Linked DNA regions of Oryctolagus cuniculus: region 1 is linked to region 2. A link is a contact called in public Hi-C data. All regions are on one chromosome and are shown on one strand. Each heading gives the region's core, a stretch centred on a gene start, on an enhancer-like site or on the middle of the called end of the contact. The rest is flanking DNA. Distances are from core to core; before and after follow the strand shown. Region 1 holds the start of F3 (coagulation factor III, tissue factor). Region 2 has its middle 120 kb from the start of F3.

Region 1 (5,470 bases), core at 2,818-5,317, 130 kb after region 2:
ACACTTAATAGACTATAGTATAGAATAAACATAACTTTTATATGTCCTGGGACACCAAAAAACTTGTGACGCACCTTATTGGAAACTGACCTTATTAGAATGGTCTGAAATTGAACCTATAGTATCTGTAAGGCATGAGGGGTCTTCAGAAATTTTGTGGAAAATGTATATTATGAAAAAATTATGTATGGATTTCAAAAAAAATTTTACACCAAAATAAACTGATCTTTTAACTCCATAAACTTTTTGCAGTCCCCTTGTAGCCTGTATTTTCTCACCACGCAGAGGATTATGGGACACTCACGGCCTGGCCCCTCGACAGAACCATTCCTGGTACAGATTTCCTCTTTTGAGCCAATGAAAGGATTTGGTTACATGCACAGTTCCATAAACTACTCATTGATTCAAAATGTATGACATAGTGACCACGTTTTGGTAATTGTGCAAAAGTTGAGGGATATGAAGAAAAAACCTAGTCCTTGTTCCCCTCAGGGCTCTGATAGGACTGACAAGTAAATGCACCATTGCAATCAAAGTGAAACAGAATCAGTGAAGCTGGGAGCAAGTACTGCAAAAGGCAGAGGAAGGGCTAGAGCAGGGCCCCAGCTGCTGTCTCAGCCACATTTCATCACTGATTATGCAGAGACCTGAAACCCTTCCAATGTGTTGCACGCATGCTGGTTTCATGGAGTTAACTATCAGAGACCTGAAACCCTTCCAATGTGTTTGCATGCATGCGTGTTTCGAGGAGTTAATTATCAGGAGGTTTCTGTCCCAGAACAGGGAGGTGCCTGAACTGCACGTGTTTTCTACGCCCTCTGCAGAACACGGTGGAGTGGCTCTAGACAGATAAATCCAGCATTCATTTACGGGGTGCTGGTCCACTCCTCCTTGCATGCACACAAGTAGAAGGTCTTAGAAGGAAAGCCCCTGAGGGCAGGGGACCAGGTCTGCACCGGGCAGTGGAGCAAGCCAGCTCACTCAGGCCAGCTGCCTCAGGACCTTTGTCTGCCCGAGGTCCTCGCCAATCCTCTGCCACCCTAAGATCTAATTGGAAAGCTTGGTCAGGCAAGCACACCTATCATTCCAGCCTAGTAACTTCTCCAACCGTTCAGGGCTTCCAAGAAGTATACGAAAAGTACTACAGAAAGTCTGTAGAAAACAGAATTAAAAGATGTGTTTATTTTGATGCAAAAAATTTTTTGCAATCCGTGCATAGTTTCTTCATCAAATACATTTTTTTATAAATTTTTTTGAAAACACCTCATATCATACAGGAGGAACCTTTGGTAACTGCCAAGCATGACTGTACTGAAAGAAGCAAAACACATGTGTAAAGCTAGGGAATCGGATTAGCAATCAATGTCTGTGCAGCAAAAACCAGCAGTGAAATCATTGTGCTTTCAATGGTGTCAGACAGCAGCCTGTGTAGAAATCATCTGATCCGCCGGGAAGAGGTTGCTGTAAAATGTGACTGACCATGGCCAGTTTTCTGCCTCCTCTTTTTGAAAACAGGAACCATGTTAGCATTTTTCAAGGCTTCAAGAATGTCACTAAGTATTTATCCCCAAACTGACACAAACACCCAACAAATTCCTCCCTGACAATCTTGTCAATTTGCAAAATATTTAATTTCTCAACATCAAAGACACCTCTTGTGTCACAATCGAACAGTAAGCATATTTTTCTTATCAAATGGCTGTTCCTTTTGACTATGACCTTGTCTAAACAAGATAAGAGTCGGAGAACTCAGAGGGCTTCCATAGCCTTGGAAACTCATAACTGGAGCATAGGGAGATTACTGATGCCATAGACAGGAGTGTCAATTTGTAAAGTCAACAACAGGAGTCACTGTGCACTTACTCCTCATGTAGGATCTCTGTCCTTAATGTGCTGTACATTGAGATTTAATGCTATAACAAGTACTCAAACAGTATTTTTCACTTTGTGTTTCTATGTGGGTGCAAACTGTTGAAATCTTTACTTAATGTATACTAAATGGATCTTCTGTATATAAAGATAATTGAAAATGAATCTTGATAAGAATGGAAGGGGAGAGGGAGTGGGAAAGGGGAGGGTTGCGGGTGAGAGGGAAGTAATTGGGGGGGAGCCAATGTAATCCATAAGCTGTACTTTGGAAATCTATATTCATTAAATAAAAGTTAAAAAAAAAAAAAAGGCTGTTCCTGGTAGTGCAAAGAACCCCACAAAATTTCAAGCCAGTCAGAGACTCCAAATGGAATTACTCTGCAGAGGCAGCCCGAGTCCTTGGGTCCTATACTACAGATGGTTATTATTTCATTATCTCAGCAATGTAAGCTTCTCTTTCAGCTATCTTCAGCCCCAAGGAGCAAAGAATCACACCCCAGGCAGGGCTGAAGATCTGTTAGGGAAAATGACTCAGGCCAGAGGGGGCAAGAAGAGGGGTTGCACCACTCAGTTTTGCAAACGTATACTTTGTGGGTTTTTGAGCTAGGAGAGAACTGAGAGAGGAAACCAGCCAGCCAGGTTTCCCCTGCATGGACGGAAGGACGGCAAGGGCTGGCCCTGGATGTGCTATTTCAGGTCAGGCAAAGGCAGAACATAAAAACTGTGCCAACTTTTGTTTCTTTTAAGAGGAATGCAACCCTAAGGCCCAGCAGCCTATGTGGAGATGTGGATACAGCATGCGGGTAGTTCAAAAAGTTTGTAGAAAATGGAATTCAAAAGAAAATTTTATTTGGGTGCAAGATCCTTTTGGAAATCTGTGCATAGTGCTCCCCAGCCCCCCACCCCTCCACCCCCCGCCCCCGCTTATTTCCATGAAGTGTTTGAAGACCCCTGGTACGCACTAAAAGTGTCAATTCACTTCCCGGGAGGATGAGACAGAAAACCCATCATCTTCTCGCCCTGAAAACTCTGCAGTGATGTCGCCCACACAACAAATGAATTGGGCGAGGCTTTGCCAGGGCAGCGCGCGGTGCACTGCACAGGTGAGCGCGGACATTCCACGCGTGACCACTTCACAGCAAGCCCACAAGGGGAAGCCAGGGAGTAATTCCGCAAACCTCTGGCTTAGCGCGCGCGGTGGGGAAGTCTGATGACATTTCTGAATTTCCTTTTCGGCCTTTCCGCACTCGGGTGGAACTCATTCAGTCCCACGGATGTCTTCTCCAGTGTGAGAACCATCCTTTCTGGAACCGCAGGGCCGCAGATGTCACGCTGGAATCCTCCCAGGGGCAAAGTGCCAGCTGGGAGACGGCTCCTCCTCGGACCGAGGGATGCCGGGGCCAAGTGACCTTCAGACCCGTGGGCCCTGGGTCGTTCGGGTCCACACCGGCGGCGGGCACCCAGGTCGGCACGACGCGGCTGGCGCCGAGCGCCCTGTAAGGTAGACAAACCAGGTGCCCTAGCCCCTCGGGGTGCAAAAGAAAGCCGCAGACGGGAGGGGCCCTGCTCACAGGCAAGCCGCTGCCGGGCTGTGGCTCCCAACCCTGGCCCGGGAGCAAACGGCCCGGGAAATGCCCCGGAGCGGAGCCCAGCGTCCAGGCTCCAGGTGGCGAGCGCCGCGCTCCCGCCGGCCCCGCAGCCCTTTATCCCCCTGTGGAAGGGGCGCCCCTTCCCTGCAACTCACGAGCTCCTTCTTCCCCGTAGGCCTGCCGGCCGCCCAGGCTGAGCGTCGCGGGCCTCCCTGGCCTGGGGGCCCCGGGCACAAGGGGCCTTCGGGGGCCGAGCCTCACAGCACCTGGGCCCGCCTGCAGCCGACAGCAACTTGGCGCGCGGCGGTGCGGTTGAATCAGCGTTGAATCACCCCTTGCAGGGTCTGGGAGTTTCCTACGAGGCAGAGGAGGCGGGGCAGGGGTGTGGACTCGCGCGGGCCGCCCACCGCGACGGTAGTGACCGCCGGGGGGCGGGGAGGCCGGAGCAGGGGCGGAGGCGGGGGCGGCTCGGGGCGGGTCGTGGCTCTCGGCGTCGCGCGCGGCCCTTTAAAGCTCGCCCCGCACGGGCTCCAGCAGAACCGTAGATCCCTGGCTGCCTCTGGTCGCTTGCAGCCCACCCTCCGCAGACTCCCAGGCTCGGCAGAATCCATCCGCACTCCTTGTGGGCCTTTGGACATGGCGCCCCCGACCCGGCTCCAGATCCCGCGTCCCGGGACCGCTGTTCCTTATACGGTGCTGCTCGGCTGGTTGCTTGCCCAGGTGGCCCGCGCCGCAGGTGAGTGGCCCCCACCGGCGGAAGCCCGGGACGCGCTGCCCGCGGGACGGAGGAGACGGTTCTGGGTGGCCGCGGGCTCGCCCTGGCTCCGGGGGCTCGGCCGCGGGTTTGAATGAACTTGGGCCTCGCGGTGCGCAGGTGGGAGCTGCGCGGGAGGTGGCTGGAGCCCCAGCGCCGCTGCCCCTTCTGCTGGAGCGCGGTTGCTTAAGTCTCCTGTTGACTCCTGCTTTGGGGCTAGAACTTTCCACCGAGTTGTAACCTTGGGGGTGGAGGGATGGACATGGGCCGGCATCTGCACGGGTCGCTTGCCTTAGTTTGGGTTTTAACTATTTCATTCCATGTGCATCTCCCCTAATGAAGAGGGGCCCCGGTCTGTGCTTGGTCGTTGTGGATTTAGATTTGGGTAGAGCTGGTGCTGTTGTAAAATGAGGCGTGAACAGGAGCAGGCACCATGTCGTGCACCCCCTATATGCCCAGTACTTGTTCAGGGCGGGGGTAGGGGGACACACAGGAAGCTTCTGAGTGTTGGAAAAAGGTCTTCATGATAAAACATTCCTAATCGAAAAATGCCGCGGGGACAGGGCCATAAAACCACCTTGGTATCTGGGTGTTTCAGTGTAGAGGTGGTGTAGACAGACTCGGTTTTCCCATGTAGCCCTTCGCCACGTGTGCGATTCGCCCTTGTCTGCAACTCGGTGAAACCCCCTCCTACTTGGTCTTCCCTGCTGAGTTGAACCTAAGCCTTGCTTTTCCCCAGCTGGGTCCCAGACACCCTGGATGGCTCCTGGCCGGTGCAAGGCTTTCCCCAGGGACACTTTCAAACAAGGGGTTCAAGAGCCGTGGATTACAGGCTGGATGTTGATTTTTTTTTTTTCCTCTTGATAATTCAGTAGGGGAGCTTTTGCGGTTGAAAACAATTATGTGCAGTGTATGGTGATGGGAGGATGGGAAAGTGAGACCCGTGTGCTGGGAAGCGCATGTAATAATAGCGGTCCCTGTGTTGTTCAGACACTACAGGTAGAGCATATAATCTAACTTGGAAGTCAACGAATTTCAAGACAATTCTGGAGTGGGAACCCAAATCCATCGATCATGTCTACACAGTTCAGATAAGGTAAGCCATGTACCAAAAAAGAGATTTGAAGGTTTACGGTGTTTCTACTCTCCTGTGCTGAGTACAGATATCTTTAACACTGATTATTGGGTAAGATCATTAAGAGATGAGAAAGCAGGGCCGGCGCCGTGGCTCACTTGGCTAATCCTCCACCTGCAGCGC
Region 2 (4,789 bases), core at 93-2,592:
CATGCGGGATGTGGGTGTCCTAAATAGTGCCTCACCCTGTTGTGCCGCAGAGCCTGCCCTTAATCATTCATGTAGATGTATGTAATGTATGTATATATACACACACACAATTTCCTTTGTGTACTCATATTTAATTGATTAATATAATATTCAAATAAATTACAATAAGACTATTGTCACTTGTCTGGGGACAAGTGAAACTGACTCTTGACAAACATACTGCTAAGTAAGTGGAAGCAAAATTGCATGGTGCCGTCTTCTCTCCATCTTCTAGGGGCATAGTAAATGCTATGGTTAGAACACAATGTATTTCTTCAAACTTCTCATGTGGAAACTTGACCCCCAAGGCAGGGGTATGAAACTGTGGCACCCAGGGGACATTTACAAAAGGGCCCAGAGAGAGCGTTCACTGTTTTTTTGCTCTTCTGCCATGTGAGGGCTCAGCAGCAAGGCACCATCCTGTAGGTCAGGGCTGAGAAACCACTTTTCTGCCATGGGCCACTTGGAGGTTTCTAACATCATTCACGGGCCGCACAAAACTCTCAGCCTAAACACTAGCCTGCTGTAGGTCCTGCCTGCAGTTGCCCTGCAGGGCCAGACCAAATGATCTTGCAGGCTTTATATGGTGTCTGGCTGGACGTCCCCACTCCTGCTGTAGGCAAAGAGCAGATGGCCAGACACCAGATCTCTTGTCTCCTTGATCTTAGACTTCTCAGCTCTGGAACTGCGAGAAATAAACTGCTATGATTTACAAACCACTCAGGCTAAGATACTTGGTTAGAATAGCAGGAACAGGCCAAGGCATCATGATTAACGTGCTAGGCTAAGGAGAGACAGGGACAGAAGCGTGGTTTCCACTTGGGACAGCAGAGTCTAGTTGACTGGATTTTCTTCGTTGTACATCAGATTCTCTGAGTGACGGGAACTTGACCGATGAGTGCGTGGATCCCGGAGAAGAATCGACAGGGTGCTGCTGGCAGCTCTGTTCAACCCAATGGGCTGTGCCCGGGACCCGGAGGCAGCAAGCTGGGGAAAAGGGAAGCTGAGAGGGATGAGGGATTCAATCAAGCGATGCGGGCTGTGCCCCTTCCTCCTCAGAGGTTATATTTGTTCAGCTTTTTTCCCAAAGCAAGCTTAACGCTGGGGATGGGGAGCAGTAACTCAGCTTTAAGCCCGCTGGACTCTGTCCAGCCTCTTCTTCAAAACACAGCTTCTCTCCCCGGGGTGAGGCTGGGAGTGGCTGAGTGTGTGTCTCTGCTCCGTCTGCCAGGTGGCTTGGCGGCCTTGGCCTCACAGAACACAATGTGCTCCTGTGGGAACAAGAGGCGGATGATCATGACTCACAGATGAGCAGAGTTGACCCCCACCCCAACTGTCCCATTTTATAGGTGAGGGGATGGAGGCCTAGATAAGAGGGTGTAGCTTCTCAGCCACTTGACCACTGTACCCAGCACGATCAGCAAACATAGACGTGATGCTATCTGTAAGCTCCCAACCCCCAATTCTCTGCCTGGGTCGCTGGATGAGAAACAATGGGAGCAGAGTGACCAGCGAAGTGCTGACAAGGCAGCTGGGGAACGGCAGAGTCACTCGTTGCTGAGTGGGGAAGGATCTTCAATGGCCGTGTTAACCCCAAGCTTCCATTCTGTAGTGAGGACACGAGAGCGCAGAGCAGTTTAGTAACAGAATCGCCAGAATCCTGAGCCAGGATAAGCAAGCACATGTTAAAACTGCTAGCAATTCATCAGCTGCCATAGACAGTACCCAGGCTGCTAAGAGCTCCACACTGACTGACTGAGTCGGTTTTATTTTTATTTATTTTTATGTTTATTTATCTTATTTAATTGGGAGGGAGAGGAAGAAGAGAACGGTGAGAGAGAGAGAGATCCCATCCAACTACTGGGTCACTCTCAAAATGCCCACAACAGCCAAGGAGCTGAAGTCAGGAGCTGGAAACATTGTCTGGGTCTCCCATATGGGTGACTGGAACCCAAGCACTTGGGCCATCACCCGCTGCCTCCCAATGTCTGCAATGGCAGGAAGCTGGGGTCAGGGGCTGGAGGCTGAAGTCAAGCCCAGGCACTCCACTGTGGGGTGTGGGCATCCTAACAGACACCTTAACTGTGAAGTCAAAGCCTGCCCTTGAGTTAGTTTGGTCTCATGAGTCTCTATCTTTAGTGCCTGGCACAGCTATCCAGTAGGTTCTTCTTCTTCTTCTTTCTTCTTCTTCTTTTTTTTTTTTTTTTGACAGGAGAGTGGACAGTGAGAGGGAGACAGAGAGAAAGGTCCTCCTTTACTGTTGGTTCACCCTCCAATGGCCGCTGGGGCCGGCGCACCACACAGATCCGAAGCCAGGAGCCAGGTGCTTCTCCTGGTCTCCCATGGGGTGCAGGGCCCAAGCACTTGGGCCATCCTCCACTGCACTCCCGGGCCACAGCAGAGAGCTGGACTGGAAGAGGAGCAACCAGGACAGAATCTGGCGCCCCAACTGGGACTAGAACCCGGTGTGCCGGGGCCGCAGGCGGAGGATTAGCCTAATGAGCCGCAACGCCTCTTGTGGGTTCTTAAGAAGTGTCCTTTGGGGCTGGTGCTGTGGTATAGTGGGTTAATGCCCCAGCCTGAAGCACCGGCATCCCATATGGGCGCTGGTCCGAAACCCGGCTGCTCCACTTCCAATCCAGCTCTCTGCTGTGGCCTGGGAAAGCAGTAGAAGATGGCCCAAGTCCCTGGGCCCCTGCACCCACGTGGGAGACCCGGAGGAAGCTCCTGGCTCCTGGCTTCAGATCGGCACAGCTCCGGCTGTTGCAGCCGATTGGGGAGTGAACCATTGGATGGAAGACATCTCCCTCTGTCTCTCTCCCTCTCTCTCTCTCTCTCTCTGCCTCTCCTCTCTCTGTGTAACTCAGACTTTCAAATGGCTAAATAAATAAATCTTTAAAAAAAAAAGAGAGAGAGAGAGAAGTGTTTTTTAAGTGAATTTTGAAGCTTATCATTCAAGTTAACATAGTATAAGATTTAGCATTCCAGAAGGAGATAAAGGCAGTCAAGACCACAGCCAGCTGAAGGGGCAAGAAACACTTGAGGTGAGCCTGGGAGAGTGGCTGGGATGTTGAGGACTGGGCTGTGGGAGTACTGTGCTCTTGCAGAGGGAACAGCGAGCATGTAAAAGATGCAGAGGCTGGTGAGCCTGGAGTCCGGGGTGCTTTGGATATCCGACTGGCAGCACTGTGGCGTAGGAGCAGAGGACTGGCTTTGATGGCCTCGCCACTGAGGGCTCACAGCTCTGTCCTGAACCCTTCAGGAGGTCCTGGGGAAACCAGGCAAAGACATAAATGACCCATTCTTAGGAACCAGACATCACAGGAAGTCAAGCTTCAGTTCAGACACAGGAATTTTTCCCACTTTTTCCAAATGCCCTGACTCTAAAGAGGTCAGGAAAATACAGAGGACCATCTTTCTTGGGAAATATTTTCAGCTCATCGAAGCTGTCAGGGAGATAAGCAGCCTTCTGAAGCTCCAGGCCTGGCTGGCTCAGCAAGTGCAAGGACCATGACGAGCCCGCGGCTGGAGGGCAGTGTTCACGGAACACTCTCCATTCTGCAGGAAGGTTCAGGCTCAGTTCAAACTCAGGACTGAGGCTGGGGCCAAGGTCGATTTTATCAGCACCTCTTTGCTCTAAGACTTCAAAAAAAAGGTTGTATTTTTCTTATGATGCCGATGGAGGAAGCAATAATGGCCGTGCAAAGAGCGTCTACTAAAGCGGTCTAGCAGGCACTCGCCTACACGTTCAGAGAGTGCTCTCAGGGAGCTAAGCAGGAGGCGAGGCAGGAGGGAAGATAGTGGGGAAGGGGGGAATGTTGATGTCTGACTTCTCTGAGAATTTTCCTTCCAATGCACAGTGTAATAAAACAACCTGAATTCAAATTCAAATATTTAGGAGACCCTTGGAGTCTGTCCAGTGTCTTTCCCAAAGGAAATCTGGAACCAGCAAACTTTCCATCAGCTGCCAGGAGCATTTCTGGGGTGGCTTTGCCTAAAGCCTGGGGTGTCCCAGATGTTCTCTCGAGGGAGCTTCTGGCTTCCGGTGTCTATTGATCACGCTCTGCGTATCGAGCACTGTTCTGATAGAGGCCTTCGGGGACAGCTGCCGTTTGCAGGGTTCAGGGTCAATGCCTTTCTGCTGAGCATGGCACAGAACCCCTCCAGCTTGCCATTCAGGAGCCAGTGTGAGAGACTGCTACAGGCTCCCTCCCGCTTGCTATCAAAGGGCCAGCTGGGCCCAAGCAAACCAGTACTGACTTAGAAACCTGTTCCCCTACCGCAGTAGTCAGTCACATACCTAGGGCCTAAACTCATACCTAAGATAAGATAGCCATGTGCCTCCTGAAGCCGTCTTTAAGTCATAACTCACAGGGTCCTGTATCATAAAGCTAGCCTATGCTGCAATTGTGATTTGTTAGTCCCTGAGGGTCTAAGGAAACAGCGTGTGCCTCGAAAGTGCCCCGAACCTCCTCCTTACTAACTTGCTGGATTTAGGGTACAGAAGCAGGGAATGACAGATGATGGGACGAGTCTAGTCAAGCCGGCATGCACAAATAAACGAGGGGCCGTTCCTCCCGAAGCCTCGAGTGCCGTTTGGTTTCCTTGGTCGTTGTCTGTAACAAGCAGATACAATGAATGCATCGCCCGATTTGTTCCACCGCTGAATCCATTGTGGTGGGTGCATCTGTAGCAGGCACTGCTAAAACTAAGATACGGCTACCCCCCTCCCGAGCCAGCAGAGCTGCCC

Evidence for each region. Hi-C and Micro-C count contacts between places; a contact is called where the count stands out from the background.
Region 1: a Hi-C map of an unstated tissue shows a contact between it and region 2, with 1.6 times the contacts expected there. The contact joins the promoter of F3 here to the enhancer-like site in region 2. A contact is called at or near these places in 2 of 6 Hi-C or Micro-C datasets (liver and an unstated tissue).

The regions. Positions count from the first base shown.
Region 1 is chr7:76,151,630-76,157,099 of mOryCun1.1, forward strand. F3 (coagulation factor III, tissue factor) reads left to right here and starts at 4,068. Exons shown (of 6, transcript NM_001082291.1): 1 at 4,068-4,194; 2 at 5,203-5,308. The coding sequence starts at 4,095. It overlaps LOC138850597 (a long non-coding RNA gene), which reads right to left and starts at 3,792. Exons shown (of 2, transcript XR_011390566.1): 1 at 3,614-3,792; 2 at 3,127-3,363.
Region 2 is chr7:76,028,774-76,033,562 of mOryCun1.1, forward strand. No RefSeq gene overlaps it. Among named protein-coding and RNA genes, the nearest start is that of F3, 120 kb to the right of the region's middle. Within about 2 kb of position 1,343, at least 2 of the 8 cell types and tissues checked have an H3K27ac peak or open chromatin away from gene starts, as enhancers often do.